Regions from separate parts of the Gossypium hirsutum genome. Here region 2 is linked to region 1. Evidence: chromatin contacts called from public Hi-C data. All regions are on one chromosome and are shown on one strand. Each heading gives the region's core, a stretch centred on a gene start, on an enhancer-like site or on the middle of the called end of the contact. The rest is flanking DNA. Distances are from core to core; before and after follow the strand shown.

The links. Hi-C and Micro-C count contacts between places; a contact is called where the count stands out from the background.
Region 2: a Hi-C map of leaf shows a contact between it and region 1, with 2.0 times the contacts expected there. The contact joins the promoter of LOC107913225 here to the promoter of LOC107913236 in region 1. A contact is called at or near these places in 2 of 34 Hi-C or Micro-C datasets (both in leaf).

What each region holds. Positions count from the first base shown.
Region 1 is chrD11:25,285,487-25,290,056 of Gossypium_hirsutum_v2.1, forward strand. LOC107913236 (nicotinate phosphoribosyltransferase 2) reads right to left here and starts at 3,017. Exons shown (of 15, transcript XM_016841759.2): 1 at 2,533-3,017; 2 at 1,998-2,145; 3 at 1,768-1,887; 4 at 1,515-1,649; 5 at 1,372-1,433; 6 at 1,076-1,151; 7 at 179-280. The coding sequence starts at 2,684.
Region 2 is chrD11:26,202,108-26,207,092 of Gossypium_hirsutum_v2.1, forward strand. It overlaps LOC107913225 (SUMO-conjugating enzyme SCE1), which reads right to left and starts at 2,036. Exons shown (of 5, transcript XM_016841746.2): 1 at 1,603-2,036; 2 at 1,419-1,502. The coding sequence starts at 1,671.

The sequences.
Region 1 (4,570 bases), core at 1,767-4,266:
ATTTGGCCATTGGGGTTCTTGGAAGAGAAGAAATGCAAGTTTTAATATCTGAGTTTGATGAACATGCACAAGTTGCACCAGTGGGTTTCAGTTTGATGTATTTGGACAAAAGTATATTTCTAGACAAAAAAAAATTAAATAATTGTTGACAACAATGAAAATGGCCAATGCAGAACACCTGTATTTTGCTTAACCATGACTGAACAAGACTGACAAAGTCCTCACAAGTACTTGAACCATCAGACCTATGCAGTGATCTCTCTAGGATCTCATCAGGGCTCTGCAAATTAAAATTTGAATAACCTAATAAATTCAAAGAAACAAAAAAGTTCCAGGAAGCCATCCATAATATCCAATGCATGAAAATAACATAAGAAAAAGGTTGATAGAACAGCATACAGAAAACTGATAGAAAATAGTAAGCAATTTTGAAGGCTAGTGTGAAATCCAAGCTTGTTTCTTCACGTTAAAATTTATGGAGCATGAACCAATTCACTAAGAGATGAGAATCACTAAGAAAATGAAGTGTCAATGAAAAGCCATTTTAGATATAAAACAAAGAGAGCCAATAGTAAAGTTAAACTCAAGCATGTTAAAAGAAACTAATAACTCTAATAGTCAAATTAAAAGTTAAATACTTCTATAAAAACAGTTATATATGGATTGAAGTAATATTTTCCACTGAAATCAAGTATCTGGCAGTCACCTCATTCATGTCGTACATGTTTATGAAAGTATTACGTTATATTTATTAGTGTGCCATTAATGTGATAAACAAAAACAAACAGGATCAACAAAAAAGGTAAAATTTAATCAGGCTTGCTATCAATCAACTAGTTTGACCTCAAAATAAATCCAGTCAAATACAAAGATTCCCGATTTAGGAGAACATATAGGGATGAGGGGAGAGATTCAGCAGGAACAAAACATACTTTCTGACCAAGAACACTGCTGCAACATACAAGGTTATAGTCTACCATATAGATATGAACTGAAGTACATGCAGAAAATATATAATAAAGTCTTACGATAATTGCTATAGAGCTTGAAAGTTTCCAGAAAAAAAATTACTGACCATAAATGAGCTAACAAAAGCATGGGAATGTGTCCCACGAAGAGGTATCCCGAATAACCTCCCAGCAGCAACATTGCTGGCCAAGACACAGCATAAAACAGAAACAAGCAATACAAACATTAGCTTAGATAAAGAATCTACATTAGTGAAGAATAGAGAAGAACCATAAGCATTGTCTGAATAGCTTCACGATAAAGCTGAGGACAAATTAACTGCATTTCCATCCAGTTGAATAACATGATATAGGAAGCCATAAAAGCAGTGTCGAACAGGATATGAATATTTTAGAAAACCACCTTGTAGCATCAAAGCCTCCAATATAACAATACTTTGATGCTGAAATAGCGCCATCAGGTCCCTGCAATTAAAATGTCTGACAGAATGAAACTCAATTATTAACATTGACAATAAGAAAATAAAAAAGAAAAAACTCATCAACCTGAGCTCGTCGAAGCCCGAACTCAAGCAACATTTTAGATTTTCCAGCAACAAGTCTGTGTCTAGCCGCATTTGTAGCCACCAAGGACGCAAAATTTACAAGATTCAGAACTGGAGTCTCCAACAATTGAACCACCTAAAAACAAAAATTCACGAATCAAGAAAAAATAAGATGAAAACAAAGGAGCTGAAAAAACAGAACCAAATTCAAGACAAACAGATGTGGCAAAAAAAAAAAGTTTGATAGCACTCACAGCAACTGGTCCTTCAACTCGAAGCAGGGGCACCTTTGGGAAAACAACTGTTCCCTCCGAAATAGCATAAACTTCAACATCAGAACAGTCAATATTTCTTAGATACTTGACAAAGCCTTCCTGTTGTTTGCAGAAACAATGAATAAGTTAAACATCCAATTACAAGCACAGTAAAACAAACAGAACCCAGAATATCATAACTTGAATCATCTGCGAAGTAGTTAGCTTACCTCACATGAACCAGGCAAGGTTTCACAGATGAAGGAAATCTCTTCCTCGGTTAACTCGAAATTAGCAATGAGCTTTATGCATTCTTCCAAACCAGCAAACACTGTAAATTCACCACCAAATGGATTCTTTCGAAAATATAGATCGAACCTGAAAGCATATTATAAAACGCTAATCCGAAGCTCGAAATATTCAATCTTTCACACTGGGAAACACTTGTAATTTCTCATTTTTCATTTCTTAAACTAACAGGTAACCAAATGATTATTAGTTAAATAACTAACTTTCGAACATCGGAAGCCCTGATTTTCCAATAACTTTTTGTTTTTTTCTTCGGTAACAACTTGAACTTCAAAAAAAGTGAAGTTCGAAGGAAAAAGAACTCTACTGAAAACAGTAACTACGAATCATCAAAACTCTATTTTCAATCCGATTTTCGTAGTAGCCAAACAACGGATTAGATATGAAAGAGAAACATAAAAATTATTCTTAACGGAATGAAATTAAAGGTATAAAAGGGAAAAATTTGAAAGTTACACGGCTCGGTCGTTGTGTTTGCCAGCTTTCCAATAAGCGTAAGCCATGGTGAACTGATAAAGATCGGTTAAAAGAGGAGTGACCATCGGATTCGTCGGCCCGTCCATAACCCGACCCGCATTCACACTCGGTCCGTTCGTTTTCGCTTCCATTTTCAATCGTTCCTGGCCTATTATTACCAACTTCTCACTTCCCAGTTCAAAACCCGTCTGCTTTTATATAGTGGAGGAAAACATAGCGTATGGATCAGGAAAACAAGAAAGAAATTTGGAGAGATCGTCAAAATTGAAGCGTATTTCGTACTCTTTTTTTTTTCGTACTTCAGAAGGAAAATTAGAAAAATGAAATTAGGAGTTCAAATTGAATTCCATCCAAAACTGGAAAATAGCAACACGGAGAGTGTTAAGGGGGGTTGGCTTAGCGCAGTCAACCTTCAAAGAATCATGACGTGTACAAACCGGAATTAGGTCCTCCCTCATGGTTTTGAACCGTCACTGCCTTTTTGTGGACCGTATAAAACATCACTGTTCTATCTATTGCATTTATATTTTTATTGGCTTATGTTAGATCATTTTTACTTTCCCTTTTTCATCCCACACTTTTTCCTTTTATTCACTTGTTTTTTATTATATATATTCTGATTTTGATTCCATTTTGTCATTTCCTTAAATTTTATTCTTGGTTTGTTTGACTTAAAATAATTTTAAAAAATAATTTTTAAAAAATAATTTTTTTAAGAAAATTAATACATTCGGATGAATTTATGTAAAATATTTACTAATTTTTTAAAAATATTTCATAAAAGCTATTTTTAATAAAGCAAATATACCTCTAAGATTTTCTTATCTTTTTATTGTTTAATTGAGTTTATTTTATATTTATAAATTTATATTTTACATTGTTCTTTGTAAAATAAACCCAACATAAATATATTTGTTATAAAATATTATAGTGTAATTTCCTTTTAATAATTGAAATTTATTTTATAGTAAGAAAATATTTTGTAATAATCAATGTTATATATAAACTTAATAATAGATAATGCTTAATTAAAACTTAATTAAATTACATATATTTCATATATGAGAGTACATATTAACACATTAGAGCTGTAAGGTATGAAGCTAAGCATGATTTAAATAAATACTCATATTTATATAATTAAAAATATTTATATTTTTATACCAGGTTAAAATATGTCATAAGTCCTTGTAATCTTCGTAAATTTAAAATTTAGTCAATATACTTTTATTTTTGGGTTAGTCATTCTTTTTAGATATCAAAATTCAGGTTCAGCTATTAGCATTATTAAAAATATTTTGTTAAATTCATATTTTTTATTTAAAAATGTGACATCAACAAAATTGACAAAAAATTTAACAATGTTAACAATTGGACTTGATTGTCAAATCTAAAGGAAGTTTTAGACCTTGAACTGTTAATGGTTTGTAATTGGACATTATATACTTTTAATTGGTTTGATTTGGAGCTTTTATTACTGCTTCAAATAGATAATTGAATGGTATGAGTAATTGTTCGACTAACTTGTAAGTGCAGGTTGAAGAGCCATTGGTTATTAAGGTTAGTGTTATATGTTTTATGTGTGATCTGGAAATTAATCATGAGTTTAGTATGAACTAATTAAGTGATGATGATTTATGAAGAGATGTATGATGTTTTAACGAATCTTCCTAAACAAGATTTATATGTATTACTCTACTATATTATTTTCAATCTTATGAAATGGTTTTTTTCAACAATTTACTATATTATGATTTAGATCTAATCATTTGTTTTTAAATAAAATTATTTCTAAAATCCTTTCAAATATAACCTTTTAAATATCCTATCACCTACATGAATGTCCAATTGAAGCTTTTAGAATATTTACTTGTTAAAAATTCAATTTACGAATTATGCTGATGACTTGATGATCAGAGTAGCGCAACAGAAACATGACTTAAGGTTATCAAATATTCCATGAATAATTGTGTGAGGTGTGTTTGGTGGTTGGTGTGCTTTGTGGTGATTTGGGCTA
Region 2 (4,985 bases), core at 786-3,285, 920 kb after region 1:
GAAGCAAGCAGTGAGCTACTAAATCCCAAAATCTTTCTCCTGGTAATATCTAGAAATAACCATGCTTTAAATGGTGATCCGCTTTCCAAGGTTAAGAGACAATAAAAATACATATTTTTATCACCACCAGATGAATTTTAGGAAAATATAATAATGGTCAATAACGCAAATGAATCTACATTAACACAGAATAACAATGATGAATGCAACCTAATTCTAACCAACACCCCACACCAGGTTAATTACTGAATAACTAACAAAGGACAAGAACTTCGATCTATGTTGGTGAACCACCAAATAAAAACAGCCAAAAATGATAGACAAAATGGACTGTCATGATATGCAATTCATGTTAAAACATGCCTCTGTGTGCCTGTGTACTAAAGCAAAGAAAAGAGAAAGAGAAAGCTAGAGCTTCAGCAACCATTAGAACTCCTGAAACAGAAAGGAAGGAGAAATGTAAGAACAGCTGAGATACTCATAACAGCTTCAGACAAGAGGGAAGTGCAGAGGAATTAAAACTGATAGCAATTAGTTTAAAGCACCTAATGATAACAGAACTCTTGTCTAGGGGCCACGAATGCCACATAACCATTCTATAACCCATTAAAATGAGGATAACAGTACCAAGTTGTGAGAATCTGAGAAACAACAACTAATATATTGCCAGGCTTCGAGTCCACAAGTCCTTGTTCACAACATGATTGATAAAATCATGTAAAGCTGACTAGTATAGAAAATCTACATACAGTAACATACTGACCATCAATAGACGATTGTTTAAATATAACGAAAACTTACTTTCTAAAAGCCTAAAATCCATTATTCCTTCCCCTTTCTATGTACCCAAAAGAAAAAGAAAAACAATATTAAATTGTCAGCACACAGACTTCAATATCCATCCATGTTTACCATCAATCACCATTTTCCTAAAATCCTCGGGAAAAAACAAAAAAGAAAATAACATATTATGTAACCCACAAATATATGAAAAACTTGTTTAGGCTCGGCATTCTGAATGCGAGCTAGTCATACAAACCACGCATATACCATATGCACCATAATAGAAAGAAATATTCCTATTATCCTATATGGAAAACACAGGACTCAATTTAATCCGGAATTATCAATATCTTTGCTAGTCCATGTTTTAACCCAATAAAATCACATAAAACTTGGGTTCATTTACATCAATCAGCAGCGCCCTCTCTCTTTAAAGGAAAAAAACCTCTCTAAGATCAAAATGAAGATACGAACCCTAAAATCTTAAAATCTATAAACAGCACAACAGCATCCACGTCCAAAGAAATAAGAGAAAATAATTGACGAACCAAACTCAACAAGCAGAATCCATTAAACTTTACCGACGATAATGAAAAAGAAAAATACAGAAATTAAATAGAAGTTCTTCGACTTACTCCTGCTTTACCAGGGATCGTGCAATGCCACACCATCAAATTGACCGTTCCATCAGGCAACGTCTCTGGTTTCGCAACAAAACCCTAAAATTTCAACAACAAAAAAATCAAACAAATAATAAAAAATTTAAAACATGAAACCCAGAAAAAAATAAACAAGAACAGGGAAACAAACTCCACGGACATGGGGATGGTTCTTCCTCCATGCCTTACGTTCCTCGGCGAGTCGACCACGCGCTATTCCTCCCGACATCTCTCTCTCTGTCTCTCTCTCTGTGTCTTGTCTTTCACTCCGGCCTTCTCTTTCTCTCTCTAAAACCCTCACCCAAATGTTCTCTCTTCTCCTTTCTTAAATAATTGTTTTTTTGTTTGTTTAATTTTAATAATAAATAAAATTATATTAAAAACAAAAAAAAAAAAAAAAAAGAAAAGGGGCGTTGATGGAATCGACTTTTCCATTTTCAATTTCTCTTGGTCGTCTAAAATAAAAATAAAATAATAAAATATTAATTATTTTGGTCTTCCGGTTGTGCCCTTGATGAAGAGAGGAGTCGTTGCGCCGAGTTGACCGAGAGAGAAACATACGGTAAAGATTTGATCTGGTGGGGGTGGGTCCCAATCCCAAGGGGTACCTTCGTTCCTTTTAGATATATGTAGATTTAGGTTGGATTAATTAATCTTTGGCTTTAAAAAGATTAAATACAAAAAAGTCAATGAATTAGCTGTTGAATTATATTCCGGCGTGAAATCCACGCCACTATACTCCTCACCAGTCACGTGCCTTCTTTTATTGGGCCATGCTTAGAGCTTGAGCCCATTATTGGATCCATTAAAGCCCGAGGTTGTTTCAAATTTCAATTGCCAACCACTTAATTGAGTGTTGTGATTATCAACAACCTCATTTAATTATTAAAAATGTTTTAATCTTGACTTGTTGAACGCAAATACCCTTTTTTTAGGATTATATATATTTAACTCTCATTTAATTGGTTGATGTTGGTATTTGAATTTCAATTTATAACTATGCTCTAATCTACTTAGAATATAATGGTGTAATTTCATTTTATGATATCTTTAAAAATATAAAAAAATATTTGTATGTCCAAATAAATGTCTAAATTCAAATGAATTTGGATATTGTTTGTCTAAATTCATTGTAAATGTGTTCTTTTTTAATATATTTTTTTAAATTTTAAAAATGTGATATTTTTAGAAAAAAAGTTCAAGTATTCTTTAGAATTTGTTAAATTTTTTGTGACATTTTTAGAATTATTTTGAAAAATCTCATGTATTTTTAGAAAATTTTAGAATTTCTTTACACTTTTCTAGATAATTTTGTATCTTCAAAAAAGTTTATTCTATATTCAATAAAGTATAAAATTTCACATAAATTTTTCGCGGATCTCTCGCTCTTTTTTATGCATTAAATAGATCATTTATTTGTTGTTTACACGCTTTTTTCTTTGTTTTTGTTTCAATAATTATGGGGTTTGCTTGAAAAATTTCTGGTTTCATCATGTTCTCGGCCTTTTTCTTTTTCTTTTTTGTTGAAAATATTTTATTGAGAGAACATTTTTAGTTGTCACTCTTTATATATTATTATATCATTATCTTTTTAGTAGTTGGTATAATTATTATAAACCTCGAGGTTTTGTTAACTATTGGCCTATTAGTAGTTGGTATAATCATTTTTAAAAAAGAATAAAAATATATAAATTTACTAAGAAAACTCATCCAAATTTAAACAATATGATACTTATGTTGATCTAAATCTAGATATCAATTTGTCTAAATTTATTCTAGAAGTGAAATAATATATTTTTATATTTTTTATTTTTTATTAATGCTTGTCACGTATCATAATGTTAAGCTATCACATGTCTATTATTAATTGTCAATGCCACACATCCGCATTGTAACAACATTACAACAGAAGTACATGTGTAATGAATTTCAAGTTCAAGTGCCAATTACATCCATAAAAAAAATATTTGAAAAAGCTTTTAATTTGTAGTTGCTCTAATTTAATATTTAAATTATTGTTATAACAAAACGGCTTATGACAAAGTGAAGTAATAAGCAAAGTCTAAGAGAATTAAGATCAACCCACAATATCAATTAAGATAGTTCGGATTCATCAATTCTACTTTATAAAGCCTTGCTCAGAGAATGATTATATTTACTAATTAAATTTAATTACCTATTTGCTTAAAACCAATTTACCCTTATAAAAATGGATAATTGCAGTTCAATATGAACTTAATTGTTATTTTCACTCTTCTAGATTATCCTCAACTGCAAAATCTTGAAAACTCTCTGAGTAATACTTCAAAAAAAATAGCCAAAAAATACACAATGAAGCAATAGAAAAAGACACTCTAAAAACTATATCACAATGTGCGACTAACCTACTTATTTATACTTCTTCGAGAGTCATTCTAGTCAAAATCTGATAAGATTTTATCTTCAATTTAATAGCTAATTTTAACAAATAGCTTATTTTGAATACTTATCTCATAAACCTTTTCGTAGTACAACTTCCCAATAGCTTCAAACTTTCTTAAAGTATAAGGATCAAGTTTTTCAACAACATGAAACTGTAACACCTCGAATCTGTCTCAATCATCGAATTATGGTTATGGAGCATTACGATACAAAACAAAACCTTTAACTTCAAAACAAAAGTAATAATTCAATTTATGTATAAATTCCAACATCTCATTTTAATCATAGTAACATACACATTTGGGCCTTAAATCGAGCCTTCGGGGCCCTAAAAATAATTTGCAAACAACCAGGGATCAATTTGAAATAAATCAAAAAATTTTGAAAAAACATGAAAATTTTGGAAACATGGGTCACACGGTCGTGTGACATAGTCCAAACAGTGTGGACATTCGAAGTCTGGACACACGACCGTGTCCCAACCTGTGTATCCACCCATGTGGTTATTCGAAATATGGTCACATGGTCGTGTCGCAAACCGTGTGCTCAACCATGTGTATATTCGAAGTTAGGTCACACGACTATGTCTCAAACCGTGTGAAACTTGCACTTAAAAATAATATAGAAACACGACCGTGTCACAACCCATGTCTTAGGTCGTGTGTCCGAAATTAGCCCCTAAAACAAGCCATTACAACTCTCATTCTTGCCTAACAAGGTACACTATTTGCACATACATTTCTATGATCAAAACACTCTTTAAACTCATTCAATATATACAAAATCAAGCAACCTATAAATTCTAACCAATATGCTAATCAAAGGCCCCTCAATCATAACAATTCCATACATTCAAAGCTACATTATCACCTAAACATCATTATCATATACATATATTATGAAACCGCTCCAAACATATATGAATAAGTCACAATTCTATAATGCATTTAAAAGTGACCCAAAGACATAACATACATATACATTTACAAGCCAAAACAAAACATGTACCAACCAAACTAAAGTCTTATATACAACTAAGTTCAAACAAGGCCAAAACCTACCATAAGTTCTTACTAAACCAAAATACCTATTACATCAAATTCCTATACATGCCATTTATAA